Linked DNA regions of Capsicum annuum: region 1 is linked to region 2. Evidence: chromatin contacts called from public Hi-C data. All regions are on one chromosome and are shown on one strand. The core of a region is the stretch at or near the end of the contact, and the rest is flanking DNA. Distances in the headings are between cores, read along the strand shown.

Region 1 (2,737 bases), core at 5-2,504, 43 kb before region 2:
TAATATTCAAACCTTTTCTCATCTACAAATCCTTAATATTTTTTTTTCTGTGTACTGCCCACTTTTGTCCGGGGTTCGGGCCCACAGGACCCGGTAATGTTTTGTTTTCGTGTACGCCTAGCCCATGAAATTCTGGAAGTGTCATTGCCTTTCAAATAACAATCATGAAACCAAAATAGTCAGCTTTTAGCTCTTTTTCTTTCACATCTCATTCTTTCTTTCCCCTCTTTTATAAAGCACCACGCAGCTTAGGAAAAAATCGCACCTTAAAGATTTTAATGTAGACGGTCTATTTTAATACAAAAAATTAGTGGTTGCTTTGACGATTCAAACGTGTGGTCTATAGTAATATTGTTGCTAAGACTTATATTGGTCAAAAACAATTTAAGTTAATAAGATGTTAGTCATTTATTTATAATATAATTTATTTGATGATGTTGCATGAAATTTTATTTACTAATATGAAGATGTGAGTAGGTTATTTCAAAATTCTGAAATATTATCTAATGTAAAGAGCATACATGTTTTCTGTAAAGTTCTTTTTAATCTAAATTTTATATTATTCAAGCAAAATAAAATCATAAAGTTTAATATTAATCATAATTTTGGGGCCTCAAATTTTTGAAGGCCTAAAGCATTTTCACCTTTAGGAAGTCATGATATATAGTACAAACTTGTCCAATTTTTTTTGATTCGCAGCACGTAGAATTCATCGTAGAGAAAGCGATGCACACTAGTGATTTTTCTCATTCCCATAACTTTAATTTAAAATCTTTAATTAAGCACGAATGAATCTCATCAATTTCACAACACCCACAAAATCTTCAATTGAGAATTTGATTAGTAAGAAATGATTCACAAAAAAAAATGAAGAATGAATTTCTCCTTTGGGCGGACTCCATATGGGATAATTTGTTACTTGTAAAATTAAGGAATAAACACTTACTAAAGAACAGTCTGATGCATTCAAGCTAAAGCCTCCGCTATACGCAAAAATCAAATTATAAGAATCTACTATACGCAGCCATGTCGGAGAAAAATTGAAATTGTCTCCTATCTTGCAGCACCATATTCTAAAATAATGCACATATTGCTACAATGTGTTAATATAATAGCCTATCAATACATGTGGGGATTCTACCATTTGTCAAAAAGAATATTAATCTACCCACATTTTAGCCATATAGATCTATATATACTTGGCATAATTGTCACTATTAACCACTTAAATTTATTATAGAGTTTCCAATAAACTTTTGCCAACTCATGGTGTACCAAGTCTTTGAGACATAAATATTCTACTTTAGTATCAAATCAACAGCCAAATGACAGCATAAAAACACCAAGAATATTGTGAACCTTTTTGGGAAAATTATATAAGTGGAGTGGTCCTTTTAAATTGTTATTGCATAGTTTTTTAGGCCTACCATCAATGCAAATATTCCAAATGATCTATGTAAAGTTCTTTGATTTATTAGGCCACCTTTGTCTGGGTTTATAAAAGTTGTTAAGGGTATAGTCCCCGGGAAAACCAAACATTAGACGATCGTATAACATTTATAAGATTTTTATATATTGTAATCTAACGATTTTTTATAAGATTTTCAATTTATTCAAAAGGGATATTTAGACCATAGTCTAAAAAATTCATAAATTACAAGAGAAATAAAAAAAAAAGGGATCAATTATCTCAAAAAAGAACAATCGACAATATTTTTTTATGTGAACTCATCGGTGTTTTAAAAGGCGGGACGTTTTTGAGACATATGCAAATGATAAAATATGATAATTTTGAGACGAGTCTTTGGTTTTGAGTCGAGGGTCGATTGGAAACAACCTCTCTACTTCTTCGGAGGTAGTGGTATCAGGTATGAACTGCGTACATTTTATCCTCCCCAGACCTCACTATGTGGAAATACTCTAGATATGTTGTTGTTGAGACGTATGATAATAATATGAAGACCAATGATAAGTGAAGATATAAAATTCAAAGTTAAGTATTTTCTAAGAAAATGTGATATGATATTCGCCATTACGTGCTTTCAAATAGTAATTATGCAATGTAATGACTTGCTACTTGAGTTATTCTCAATCTTCTTATTCATATAGATGAAAAAAACTATTAAGCAACATTTATTTATCATAGAACTAGAAAATTGTAATTAGTCCATAGGCTAATAGATCCACCTATATTCTTTAATAAAAATATTGTATAATTGGTAACATGCTATTTTCAATGGGCAAATTTATCTTATGTGGATGGTTATGTCCCCATCTTTTGATCATAAATAAACAAGATAAATTAGAAGTTCAATAAAGTTTGAAAGTGAAAGCCTTAATTTCTTTTCCGAAAAAAATCAAATCGAATCAAAAGGATGACTACTTATCATTTGGGATCAAATTTAATTAATTTGGATAATCATTTTCCCTCTATTTGGGAATTTTTCTAATCACCTACTTAATCCCAAATTTGGTTACCGGTCTTTGTTCTCTTACATATGCCATAGTTTGTTTATTACATAATAATTAATTACTTAAATACAAGTTGACTATTTTATGAAAAAAAAAAAAATGTATACTTTTATCTAAATTTGAGCTAGTTTCTCACTAGTTATGATATTATTGTTGTTGTTATTTTTCGAGTAAGAACTTTATGTATTTTCACTTTTACGATTTGAAGTTTCATCGAGGTTCCCACAAGTGGAGTTTGAACAGGATATAATTACGCAGAATTCAT
Region 2 (2,700 bases), core at 101-2,600:
TGGCTACGAAATATGATAAAAAAAATTTCACCTTTTAGGACTTCCACTCACGAAATTTTCTATTTTTTTCGAGTAAAATGTGTGTCCAAACACTACTTCAAAGACTCATTTTTTCAAGTTAGTTTCTAACTTTGAAATCTATGGTCAAACACATAATTGCCTCGAGGAAAGCTAAAAATGGTATAAAAGGTGAAGCACGAAAACTTACTAAAACAAGAAAAGGACCACCATGTTCTAGATTCAATTAAAAAATTCAGTTTTCAATATTCTCCATTTAGTTTCTTTATAACTAAAACACTAGGGATTGGAGCATAGAAAAAGCTTAAAGACAACAAAACATAAAATGGGGTTGTTCTTTTTCTCTTTCAAAATTGATCTATACATAGGAAACAACAACAATATACCCCGTAAAGTTCCATTAAGTAAGGTCTATTGATGGTAAAATGTACACAAACCTTACTAAACAAAACATAAACACTCTTAAGAAAATACGTAATAAAAATACAAGAGACAGTAGATAGTAACTATAGACCCGGCTCACAACAAACACAGTCCAAAAAAGACGTAATGAAAATAAGAAACACATTAGTAGACAGTAACCAAGACAACAGATAGTAGTGGAACGGTAAGCAAACCAACTATAACAAAAAAACGCTATATTTTCACTTAGAAAAATTTAACAAGTACCTGTAGTACTTGGACACATGGACATCAAAGCACCCAATGAATCAGAACTACCAAGTCTTTTCATAATTGTATGTATGATGATGATCCAAACTGTGTAACGCAAAGGTCAATATTTGTTCACTTGTTGATTTTCTTAAGCTTATTATTTACACAGAAACTGAGAAACAGAGCTGCAAAAGGAGATTAATTTTGTATTTTTTGGTTCTTTTATTTTTTTTTTCACTTCACTTCACTTATAACAAGAAGACAAGAAGGGAACAACTTCTTTCACTACTAAAACCAACCAAAATGGCAAAGTTTTTAGTGAAACTATTGATATTGTGTAACCCCTTTTCTTCTCTAGTAACCAAAGTTTCATTTTTCTCCTTTTTATATACTTCTTCCACCTCACAACAACCCATCAAGAATTAGAAGAAGAAAATCAAGAAACTAAAAAAAGGATTAAATTTGAAAACAGAAATAGTGGCTAAGTTTTAAATACTACTTTTTTTTAACCTATTTTTTACATCATTAACTTAAAAATCATATCTTGAAACACCCCACTAAATTTTTTTGGAAGAAAATGAATGTAGAAAGGATTTTTTTTTTTTTTTTTTTTTGAGAGAGGAGAATGAAGAAAAATTGAGATGAGAAAAAACCAGCTGGCCCTTGGTGTAACACTTTCTGTGAGTTTAAATAAAACCAAAGTTGAGTCAGATGTAGGGTTAAAATCTGACTGGGGTTAGGTGCTCTTGCAAAAGATTTTGGGGGGCGGGTGGGGGGCGGGGGGGAAGGGAAGTGAAATGAAATCCAAATTCAAGCTGAATGCAAATTGCTTTCTGGTGTACTGGTCACTGGCTATTCCTGTAATAGGGAGATATTCTTTTGGATTTAGCTTTATATTATATAAAATAAAAATATTATATTGTGTTATTACTAGTTGAGAATTTATCAAGAACGATCTAATCTATAGAATGTAGAAATAAGATTTATGTATATTTATTTTGCTTTAAACTTTACTTATGGGGTCATATCAGAGTATGTTATTGATGCTGTTGTATGTTCTGATATTCCTTTTATCCTAATTAATATGACGTTTTTCTTCTTAGTTAATCTAAAAGAGAATGATATTTTTTTATAGTTAATTTTATTCGTTAAAATATCTTCACATAAAATGAAATGAAGAAGAAGTAAAGCTATCTTAAGTTTTAAGCTCTAATTAAGTAAATCTAGTTGTTTTATTTAAATTTTGCAGACTCTTATTCCTTCGGTCTAAAAGAACATGACATATTTCTATTTTAATAATAATTTAATTTTAAAAATTTTAATTTACCATTAAAGAGATGATTTCTAGCAACAGAAATACATTAAAACTTATTTTAAATCATAAATATCAATAATCTGACTTTCATTCTTGATTTTATACTGATGTAATAATCACTTAAATTCCATTCACAAATAATTAGTTAAATCCACTTCTACGACTTTATTCTTAATTAAATTTCTTGAGTTTGAATTGCAAAGAAACCTTTGTTGGTTAGTAATTTTTTTATATATATACTCAATAGAAAAAATTCAAAAAAAAATATTTATTTTAATTCGTCTAAAAAGAATGTCATCTTGTTATAGTTAAAAATATTTTTTTAAAAAATTATTCTTAATAAAATAATTTATAAATCACACAAATATCTTAAAATTATTCTAGGCCATAAATTTTAAAAGCTTTTCTCTTTTTAAAAATAATAAGCCAACTCAAATGGTGCTAGATAATTGAAATAGATAATGTAATTTTTACATTTAAAATAAAATGTTGGATAAAAATATAAAAATAAAAAGTGAATATTATGTCAGGATAAGCTATATATATAGTGGTGATAAGCAGAAGAAGGAAATGGAAACGGCTCGGCTCGAGCTGAGCTGGCTAAAGAATTTGACACGTCAGCCTATCCCCATTAATTGAAATAATAATTTCTTATGGTAAATACTAAATACTTACCTAAATTAAATATTTATACTAAAATAAGTTAAATTTAT

The links. Hi-C and Micro-C count contacts between places; a contact is called where the count stands out from the background.
Region 1: a contact with region 2 is called in a Hi-C map of pericarp, with 2.5 times the contacts expected there. The contact joins the enhancer-like site here to the promoter of LOC107850867 in region 2. A contact is called at or near these places in 4 of 5 Hi-C or Micro-C datasets (bud, leaf, pericarp and 1 more).

Annotation. Positions count from the first base shown.
Region 1 is chr12:6,401,523-6,404,259 of UCD10Xv1.1, reverse strand. No RefSeq gene overlaps it. Among protein-coding and RNA genes, the nearest start is that of LOC107851369, 35 kb to the left of the region's middle. Within about 2 kb of position 1,254, at least 2 of the 5 cell types and tissues checked have an H3K27ac peak or open chromatin away from gene starts, as enhancers often do. A contact at or near this core is called in pericarp, where this site is marked.
Region 2 is chr12:6,358,983-6,361,682 of UCD10Xv1.1, reverse strand. LOC107850867 (homeobox-leucine zipper protein ATHB-6) reads right to left here and starts at 1,350. Exons shown (of 3, transcript XM_016695663.2): 1 at 688-1,350. The coding sequence starts at 751.